Regions from separate parts of the Mus musculus genome. Here region 2 is linked to region 1. A link is a contact called in public Hi-C data. All regions are on one chromosome and are shown on one strand. The core of a region is the stretch at or near the end of the contact, and the rest is flanking DNA. Distances in the headings are between cores, read along the strand shown. Region 1 has its middle 110 kb from the start of Mir680-3. Region 2 overlaps Tspan13 (tetraspanin 13).

Region 1 (5,485 bases), core at 1,005-3,504:
CTGGTATCAACCCTGGTGATTATCTCCAATATAAGATGGGTTGGCTCCCAAAGATAAAGACATTTTCAACTCTGAGGAGTCAGAATCACTAATGATTGATACTTTATCTTTACCACAACTTCCAGAAAATGGCAGCTGCATGACTAAATAAGTAAAAATATATAAATCTTTAGGGGGCTGGTAAGATGGCTCACTGTCAAGCCCAATGACCTGAGTCCATTTCCCAGAACTCACATGGTGGAGGAGAGAATGCCTCATCTTTTTTTAAGTGAGGAAGCATATTATACAGAGAGATGTGGCATGTTCTAAAAAACATTTATGCTAAACTTAAAGGCAAAAGCTAAACATAATTAATCTAAAAAAAAACTTTAAAAAATTATCCCTTTTGAGATATCAGGCACAAGCTTACACACACACACACATTTAGAACAATATGAACTGAGAGTACATATAATATCAATACTATTTGCTGAATCATATAAGGCAGAGTTCATAACTACACTACACACAACTATAAACATTAAGTGTAGCTCTTGAAACTACAAAGTGTATTACCTGAGACTATAGAATTTGAAGTTATTCCAAAAATTATGGCACCAGATAATAAAAATAGCATGAACTCCCAGTTAAAAACCAGATGTGAATCATATTCACACTAAAAAGTCTTGATAAACACCTATAATGGGCCAGGCGCTTTTACTTTTTTTCACACAGGAAACTAAAGATCTCCATATTCATGAAAAGAATTTATTTGCAAGAGAGATTTTAGAGGAGGAAAACCACATCAACTATAAAAATCAATTTTTATAACTAATTGATTTACTATACATTCCAACCCCAGCTTTTTCTCCCTCCTCTCCTCCCAGTCCCTCCCTCTTACCTCACCTCCCTCTATGCCCAGCTCCCTGTCTCCTCCCATAGATATCAACTCCCTTGGCCTATCAAGTTGCAGTAGGATTCTGGGAAGAGCTCCTACTGAGGACAGACCAGGCAGCCCAGTTAGGGGGAAGGGATCCAGATGCAGGTAACAGAGTCAGAGACAACCCCTGCTCCTCTGTTAGGGGTCCCATATGAAGACTAACCAAGATGCACATCTGCTACATATGTATAGAGGGCTTAGTTCCATCCCATGCATGTTCTCTGGTGTGTAGTTCAGTTTCTGTGAGATTGCTTTAAGGTCACGGCTTTAACAATGTAAACTGAATGCCTTGACTTTCAATGTAGCCAACTGTACTCAATAACCACAGGATAATGAAATTTCCTCCTAGTTCCATCAAAAGAAACCCCAGAATATATTAGAAAATCACTGGGATGCTTCTTTTACAAGCAAAGAATAGGAAGTGTGGCTCTGGCTCGGCATGGTGCAGTTCATTGACTTCATTTCCCAGTAAAAGATGATTTATAACCTATGCATAAAATGTGGCTGTTGCCACATGAGAAAATGGGTAGGAGAAACTGCTCAGTCTTAAAATGTTTCCACTCATGAGGACTTTAAAATGTGCATATCCTATATATGGATAATTTATGCTTTTTGGAAAGAAAAGAAAGGACAAAGACAATAAGGATTTAATTAGTTTTCGAGTTGCATAATATCTAACAACTAGAACCTCTTGCAAAAAGATGACTTCCTAATGGCATCCTTACATAACAAGTGGAGGGGGAAGAGGAAAGAGTGAGAGTCATTAGCCTAGATGCAGATAGACAAAGACCTTACTGAGTTGCTTCTTATCACATAGAACTTCTAAGATTCCAAGTGGTCTACTTACAACATTCAATATTATATTTCAAGCCTCAGACCCTCTCAGATTCCTTTAAAAATTCTTGAAGATTAATTTAAAAGTCTCCCTGGTAACTAAAAATATTAAGAAGTGGAAAAGTGAACTAAGCTTCCTAGTGGACAAAAGAAATGACTCTCATAACCTAAAGATGCATCAAGAAATAGTGAGAAATGGAAACATGTTTGGTAGTGGTACCATCACACTGTACGGTGCTGGGCTCACGGCTCACTCCCACAACAAATTACAAGTGCAACCTGGCAAGGAAAAAAAAAAGCATGTTCTGAAGAGACAGGCTTGGAATCAGAATCTATGAAATCAAGAATCATTACTTTATAACTTCAAAGCCAGAAACCATATCACACAAGGAAATGAAGCCACAAGCTGGCATTATCAAAAGCAGCATATTTTATCTACAAAGCCTACAGATATTGCAGTCATCTGACACCAAAAATACAGGAAGTGTGGCTTATATGTTTATAGAAATAGAATCTGAATGAGGAGAACCAACCATGTGGTCCATGCAGCTCTGACAACGGTATAAGGAGTTTCTAAAAAAAAAAAAAAAAAAACAAACAGGATATCTGAGTGTGTGTGTGTGTGTGTGTGTGTGAATGTGTGTGTGAATGTGTGTGCATATTTGTGTGTGTGCACGTGTGTGTGTTTGTGTGTATGTGAATGTGTGTGTGTATATGTGTGTATATATGAATGTGTGTGTGAATGTGTGTGCATATATGTGTGTGTGCATGTGTGTGTGTTTGTGTGTATGTGAATGTGTGTGTGTATATGTGTGTATATATGAATGTGTGTGCGAATGTATGTGTATTTCTGTGTATGTGAATGTGTATGTTTGTGTGTATGTGAATGTGTGTGTGTATATGTGTGTATATATGAATGTGTGTGTGAATGTGTGTGTATTTCTGTGTATGTGAATGTGTGTGTATATGTGTGAATGTGTGTGCATGTGTGTGTGTTTGTGTGTATGTGAATGTGTGTGTATATGTGTGTATATATGAATGTGTATGTGAATGTATGTGTATTTCTGTGTATGTGAATGTGTATGTATGTGTGTGTGTGTATATGTGTGAATTGTGTGAATGTGTGTGTGAATGTGTATGTGAATGTGTGTGTATGTGTGTATATGTATGAATGTGTGTGTGTGTGTGTGTGTATGTGTGTGTGCGTATGTGGATGTGAATGTGTGTGTGTATGTGTGTGTATGTGTGTGTGCATCTGTGAATGTGTGTGTGTGAATGTGTGTGTATGTGTGTATGTGTGTGTGAATGTGTGTATGTGTATGTATGTATGAATGTGTATACGTGTGAATGTGTGTGAAAATGTAAAAATGCACATTATACTTTAAACAGTTAATTAAAATAAGAGGCACAAGAGAACTAAGAGAACTGCTCAGAACATAATAAAGATAATATAAAAATCAAAGAAAATAAGGGATGAAAATAAAAATGCCTAATATATTATCTTTTCTGTGCTATTGGAATTCTGAAAAGACAATAGAAGTTGGTATTTGCCAAGGTGGCAGCTGGAAGTTGGGGAGAACTGCTTGAGAGTTCTAAATTAAGCAATAAATTCTGAATGGCATACATAATGTATAGAAAACCAAATAATAAAAAAATTTAAGTTTAGTCCAGAATGGAATAACATTTAGCAATGAAAAGAGAGCAAATCACAGAATGGATTATAAACACCAAAAAACTAAGTTAAGTATATTTCCAGATTTCTGCACAAAACATAACAAAACAAAACAATAGCAATGCCAAAACCATTAGGCCAAGTAAAGAAAGCCACAGGCATAAAGCTATGGGTAACTCAGCTGATTTGTACATCCTGTCTATTGCCACAATATCTAGGCAATGAATGCCCACTAACAGATGATCTCATAAAAAATATGTGGTGCTTGTGCTTGTGGAAATGCATTGAGCCATAGAACAAATGAAATCAGGTATGCAGGAAGACAGACTGAACTGGAAATCACTGTTAAGTGAATAAACCAGACGTTTTCATATTTTCTGTCATAAGACAAACACACACACACACACACATATATATGTATATATATATATATATATATATATATATGTACATTCATATTTGTGGATACCACATATGAAACATTAAAGGCAAATTTATAAAGCGACAGCACTTCTCAGTGGTCCAGTGGTTGCCTAGGGTTGAGCCCTGGAGCAAAGAGCCATGAATGGGCATGAGCCAACTTCTGCAGCTGATGAAAATGTTCTAAAACTCAAATGTTGTAGAGGATATATATCTCTAACTTTGCTAAGATACTGAATTAGAAGCTTTAAAACAGTAGGTTAATTGTAAAAAAGAAAGACCTGAAGATGCATATATACAAAAAAGATAGGATAGCTAAATCAAAATCAATATAAAACAGATATTCTAATAAATCATTGACAGATCTAATAATCACTATAAATCAAAGGTTTGAATCATCAGGTAAATTCAAGGGTTCTGAATTACTATAGAAAATTAACATATACTAACAATAAATTAATAACTACAAAGTTACAATCAATAAATGCATTGCCATAATGGTAGATCTTCAGAGTATCTGGCATAACAAACTCATCAGAAAAGGCAGATGGTGGTAGCAGATGTCTTTAATCCCAGTGCTTGGGAGACAGAGGCGGGGGAGTCTCTAGGTTTGAGGCCACCCTGGTCTACAGAATAAGTTCCAGGACAGCCAGGGCTACAGAGAAAACTGCTGTCCTGAAAAACCAAAAGAGAAAGAGAAATCATCAGACAAAAATATCAGTAAAGTAATGGAAGATGTAAATGGTATAATAATGTGCTTTAATCTAATAAATGAAATCCCTTGTCACTAATCAGTTATAATATATAAGTAAAAAAATAAAAAGTACAGCAAACTTTGAGATGCCTCAAAGAATGAGCATTACTCAGTTTGTACAGACATCAGCAAATATGCAGAAATCATTAGAAAACTTCCATAGATCTGGATATTAAAAATATAACTCAAAATTAGAGATTAAAAAATCATACTAGAAACTGAAGATATTTAAAACTTAAATTTGAAGAAAATTTAAAGAGGAAATCAATAAGCATAAGAACAGAAATGAGTTAAGCCAAAGATGCAACACAAATCAGTGTCCAAACACTGGTAATTTCCAAACCTCTTCCAAGATTGATGAAGAGGATGAGGTAAAATTCATGAACATTAGAAATGGATACAATTTTAAAAAGTAAAATTAATTCAAGGAGCAACGCAAAGTACCTAAACACTAACATTATGGTAAAATTGGTACTTAGTAGTAATATATGTAAAATACTGTCTTTAAAAAAAAGAGTAAGAACAAACCAGATTTCTGGCAAAGCTGTGGAGCTAGGAAAGGCTCAGCGCTCATGCTGTGCCATGCAGGCTCTAGGTCATTCGAATGTATGCCATTCTTGGACTTTTGTATATGCGAAGTAAACCTTAATGTAGTCAGAGAATGAAGCCAGTCAATCCCAAAGGTTACAAGCCATCATGCCATCAGACCTGCTAGTTGTGCTTCATTCTCTGAATACAGTGATAGAAACCTAAAGAGAACAGGGCAGGGAAACCCATCTGTGTGTGTGGTCAGTACTGGTTGCTTAGGAAAAAGCTGCATTAAACAATGAAGTTCTGTATCTAGCACTTAGGAGTCTACTAAAGAAATCACATGTAAGTACACCTG
Region 2 (5,485 bases), core at 1,514-4,013, 730 kb before region 1:
GAACTAAGTTTTTTCATTATTGAAAAAGACTCTTTTTTTAGTAAAAGTTAAACGTGATAATCCTATCTTATAGGGGCACTAAATATCTTTAGGTATTTATTTGTATTATTATTTTATTATATTATTAGGCATTAAATTATATAAATATATTTAGATGTAATTGAAACATTAATTGTGATTCTTTGGCAGGTTTCAATTATATGTTACAAATATCAGATGCATGCAAGCATATACATTGTTTTCAAATCATTTAAAAGACTTTAATTTATCTGGGGGTTTTGTTTTTCTTTTTTTTTTTTTTTTAAAGATTTACTTTTGTTTTTAGTTATATGTATGTGTAAGTATCTGACTTTACATTTGTGCAAATTCACATAGAGTTTATGGAGGCCAGAAATTTTTGGATCCCTGGGCCTGTGGTGAGCTGCTGATATGGGTGCTGGAAACTGTACATGTGTCCTCTGTGAGAGCAGTATTGAATTGACTGCTGAGCCATCTCTTCAGCCTCTTTGTAAAAACAGCTTTATTTATTTTTACTTTATATGTATGTGTGTTTTGCCTGCATGTGTATATGCATATCCACTTATGAAGTCCAAAAGAGTGTGTTGAGCCCTTGGGACGAGGGTTACAGACGGTTGTGAGCTCTTATGTGGGAACCAAACCTGGGTCCTCTGCAAGAGCAGCCGGTGCTCTTAACTGCTGAGCAGTCTCTCTAGTCCCTCCTTTTTTGGGTTTTAATCAGATAAGCTGATTAGTTCAATTAAGTTCAAGTTCATGCAATTTCACTGTTTACGGTAATAGATGCAGAATTTGTTTTGCATTAGAGGATTGAGTCTCCATTCCTTTAGGGAATATCCTTTACAAACGATGATGCGTATTTGCGTGTTGGTGCTGGTGTGTGCATGGGAGGGGCCTTGGGTGGTGTCTCGTGTGGACTGTTCAGGTGTGATGGACCTAGGGGTTCATTTGCTTGTTTATCTCTGTGCTGGCAATCTAACTCAGGGCCTTAAACACCCGGGCTTGCCCGGCCATGGAGCTCCCCGCTGCACGTGCACGAGGAGAGTCAGGAAGCTCTTGCCAGTGGCATTCGAGTGTACACCTCTTGGTCGCAAGCTTTCCCTTTTGCTCCGTGGAAGCCAAGTATAGGAAGGAATGTGGATGGTACTTGGTGGCTCATAGATGGATCCACAGAAACTATTTGAAAGATTAACGCAAATATTTTCACTGAAGTGCAGGGCTTGGGAGGCAGTAAGAGCTGAGGCTGTGTAAGGGAGAATGGTCTAATTTATAGGGGAAAGAAAAGTGGAAGGTATGAGGTGTTGCCCATATAAGAAAGTGCTGGTACCATTTGATAGTTTACTACCTAGGCGCTCCATGTGCACAGAAGATAACATGGTAGAGTTCCAGGAACTTAGCAGCTGAATTGTACAGATTTGTAATGGGCATAAGGTAGTTCCTATTGATGGAGGTTGCAAAGTGCATGGGCCTCTTTCTTAAGGACAGTGCTATTCACTGAGAGGTAAAGCTCAGAAGGCCTAAAGAGCTCCAAACTTGGGGGGATTCAGATGAAGGCTGACTCCATAGAATAGCAGACGTATGACTGTTTGCTCTGGGTTTTCTTAGGTGTCCTTTGTCAGCGAAATTTTGTGGGATCTGCTTTATTCTTCAAAATTAATGTGTTTGGAGGGTGCTATTTTTTCCTTTGGGGGAAAAAAAAATGTGTGTCCCTGTTGCTTGTCTGCCAGAACCTCCTGGAGCACAGACAAGTTGATTAGTTCAGTATTTGGTGTTTTCTTTAGCTGAGGACGGCCTCCAGCTCTAGCCTCTTCGTCGGAAGTCCTGGGATTCCAAGTGTGGACCACTGTGGACCACTACAGAAGTGCGTACCACTACAGCCCTGCTCCTGCTTTAGCCCACGTGTCTCTTCCCGATCTCTATTTTTAAATTAATATTTAAAATTACATTTATTTCTTGGGTATGGGCATTTGTGTCGTTATGCATGTGTGGAGGTCAGAGGACAACTTGTGGTTCTTGGTTCTCTCCGTCCAGTACGTGGCTCCCAGGGAGTGAAACCAGGTTGTCAGCTTGTCAGTCTTTACTCACTACACTCCCCTGGTCCTCTCCTTTCTTTTGCGTTGATGTATTTGGCTCCTTTTTCAAGTCTATGCCTATAAAATATGACTCCCCAATTTGCTTTTATTTATTTTTTTAAATCCCTTTAGTTAATTTTTATTTTGGAGCTGCCCTGGAACTCACAGTGTAGACCAGGCTCCAGAGCTCTGTCTGCCCCTGCCTCTAGAATGCTGGAATTAAAGGCGTGCACCAACCATGCCCTTCTTTAGATAATTTAAATGGCTCGCTCTGTTGCAATTGGTTCTTGGGAGCCCTAGTAATGTGTGTCTTTCTCTTAGATTTCCTCTTTCTAAGGTGTCTCGAGAATTAGCTTGGCATTTTAAAACCTGGGACTGGTTTCTTGTATATCTCTCACGAGTCATTTTAGTTTTCTTATCTGAGTCTCTCCCCCCCCCCCCCCCCCCCCCCCCCCCGCGCAACCCTCAGTCATTACAGTTGGTGGTCAGCTTTCATTTGAATTGCTTGGCCTGCAGATTCTGGGAGTGGGGATTCAGTGTCTAGAAGACTTGAGGTTTCTTTTTCTCAGATAGCTTTTGGGAACATTCAGAAAGCTCTGCAGTCTTCCACAGTACTTTACTGTGAGAAAAGAGCTTTCTGGAGTTCCCAGCTGTGCGTGGGGCTCAGTTCCACTTCCCAGTTCTGCTTGGGCTAAAACCGGCGTCTCCTTCAGACTGGGCTCTTGTGAGCCTCCTGCCTCAGTCAGCTGTACTCCAGCTTGGCCTGGACAGTGAGGCCTTTCTGTTCTCCTTGCTTTGGGGGGGGGGGCAGGGAGGGGAGGAGGGGGCCGTGGGATTTCCTGTAGTTTCTCTGAGTGTACTAAAACCTTCTTCATTTGTTTAAAACATACTTGAGCAGGAAGAACTGTTGCTTGGTTTTAATGAGTTGCTCAGTGCACTGGCATATGTTTATAATGTGTGAGTGGGCTCAAGTACCACTGTGGTAGGAGGACTTTTGAGAGTAGTTTTCTCCCTTCATCATGACTCCCTGGGGAGTCTAGGGACTAAACTCAGGCTTGAGCAGGTATGAGCTTTTAACTGCTGAGCCAACTCCTGCACCTGCCTTTACCTCTAAAAATGTTTTAGTTAATTTATTTTTCAAATGTTTTGCCTGCATGCGTGTCTGTATACCACATATGCATGCTAGGTGCTCCTAGAAGTGGGCATTGAAGATCTCCTGGAACTGGACTTACAGATGCTTGCCATCTGCCATGTGGATACTGGAGAATCAATCCTGGGTCCTCTGGAAGAGCAGCAATTGCTCTGAAAGAGGGAGTCATCTCTCCATCCCCCATGCCTTTCTTGTTTTTCAAAGGCGGTGTCTTATAATGTAGGTCTGCCTGTTAGCTTAATACTTGGTATGTAGTCCAGGTTGGTCTTGAACTCTTGGAAATCCTCCTGCCTCAGCCTCTAAATGGTCGTCATGCCCAGCTAGGAATAATTCATGATACTTCAGAGCCACCTGGGGTAAACCAAGTAAGGCCTGTCCTCAAAGAGGCTGTGTACTAACCTTGGACTCTAATGAGTCTGTAATCGGATTCAGTCTATTCCTGTTATTCTAACCAGACAAACTTTCAAAAGCATCGAATGTTTCCTGTTTTTAACAAAGTGCTACAAGTGTAATAATGACCTAAAACAATAGGTTGTACCTTGTACCAGAAGTCAGAAGTCTGCAGCAGGTCTCGGCTGTACTTGCTAGGGAAGGGAAGAGTGTTGCCTGGCATCTGCTCCTTGCGTTCCTTGGCATAGAACCTCTCCCTCCGCCTTCAGTGCTAGTAGCATGCCATTGCTAGACCTCTCAGGCTACATTCTGCTTCCCTCAGTGATGTCGTTTTCAGATCCTGACCCTCCTCTTTTTTTTTTTTTTAAAGATTTATTTATTATACATATAAGTACACTGTAGCTTAAGACATGCCAGAAGAGGGCGTCAGATCTCATTATGGGTGGTTGTTATCCACCATGTGGTTGCTGGGATTTGAACTCAGAACCTTTGGAAGAACAGTCAGTGCTCTTACCCACTGAGCCATCTCACCAGCCCGCTCCTCCTACCTCTTGCAAGGACTCTGAGACTATTTAAATCTTATTCACATAATTTAGAATCATCCTGTCTTGAGATTTGTAGTTTAATCCCAGCTTCAGAGTCCCCTTGGTCAATCTGATACACTCATCTTGTGGACAGCAAGTGGACAGGAGTCAACTCCTGTGGTCATAGGGGGTTGCTTGAGTCTGGGAGGGACACGGGAGTCAGAGACTCAAAAAAAGGAATGCACTTTCTTTAGTGAGCCTATATTTTCTTTGCATTCTTTGCCTTATTGTGTTTACCTACTTTTGTTCTGTTTTAATTGTATTTTACTGTGACATACTTTGTAAAAAAATCTCTTGACATAGTAATTATTTGTCCTCTTGTTAGCTTTCAATCTTTACTGACTTCAAAAGCAAAAGCCAGTAAACTATAGCCAACAAGCTAAATCCATCCCATCTTCTTTGTTACAGCATACTAGCTAAGAGTGGTTTCTCTCTCTCTCTCTCTAAATTGTTTGAATGGCTGCCTTAGTACAGATGCATGGTGTTTTATTTGTGAGTTCATTACAAAATGATATTTGTTTTAACAACCTCTTTCATTTTCGTGTGTGTATGTGTGTGTGTGTCCCAACACATGTATAGAGTTTAGAGAACAGTTTGCAGGATTGTAAGAGCTCTCTCTTTCTACTGTGTGGGTTCTTGGGATAGAATTGCCCAGCTTGGCAGCAGTCACCCTTACTTGCTGAGTCATCATCTTCTTGGCCTGGATTCACATTTTTAAATAGTAGAGAAAAAAAAAAATCAAAGGAAGGGACATACTTTGTGATACATGGAAATTGATGTAGAATTCACAGTGGGAAAAGAGGTGTTGATGGTTCCGGTGGCACATGCAATGTCATCTGCACTTGGGAAGCCAAGACAAGAGAATCCTGACTTTGAGGCTAGCCTGAGCTATCTTACCTTATCTCGGACACTCTGAAACCCTTCCAACAAAGATGAAGCCACCCCTAAACCAATAACAGACAAAGCAAAGCAAAGCAGAACAAACAAAATGTTAAACCTTCAGCCAAACGAAGCCAATAAGACAGAAAAAAACATGGGGCAGGTGTCAACACAGCTCTGGTCATTCCATCTGTACCGTGTGTCTCAGGCCTGTGTACAGTATTGGAATAGGTCGTGGCAGGGGCTGTGATGTACGCAACCAGGTTAAGTGACAAGAACAATTTCTGACTTCTGTCTTTAAGTCTTGAATTTACTATTTAAATGTAAAGTTTATTAACTTAATACTTTAAGAATATTTAACTTTTAACATTCCTGATGTTTAAGAATCCCATTAA

The links. Hi-C and Micro-C count contacts between places; a contact is called where the count stands out from the background.
Region 2: a Hi-C map of bone marrow-derived macrophages shows a contact between it and region 1, with 5 times the contacts expected there. The contact joins two enhancer-like sites. A contact is called at or near these places in 2 of 484 Hi-C or Micro-C datasets (both in bone marrow-derived macrophages), 1 of 115 datasets of contacts at active chromatin or transcription factors (microglia) and 1 of 9 other capture datasets (adipose tissue).

What each region holds. Positions count from the first base shown.
Region 1 is chr12:35,300,135-35,305,619 of GRCm38.p6, reverse strand. No RefSeq gene overlaps it. Among named protein-coding and RNA genes, the nearest start is that of Mir680-3, 110 kb to the right of the region's middle. Within about 2 kb of position 2,254, at least 12 of the 459 cell types and tissues checked have an H3K27ac peak or open chromatin away from gene starts, as enhancers often do. A contact at or near this core is called in bone marrow-derived macrophages, where this site is marked.
Region 2 is chr12:36,026,754-36,032,238 of GRCm38.p6, reverse strand. All of the region lies in intron 1 of Tspan13 (tetraspanin 13), which reads left to right. Among named protein-coding and RNA genes, the nearest start is that of Tspan13, 13 kb to the left of the region's middle. Within about 2 kb of position 2,763, at least 73 of the 459 cell types and tissues checked have an H3K27ac peak or open chromatin away from gene starts, as enhancers often do. A contact at or near this core is called in bone marrow-derived macrophages, where this site is marked.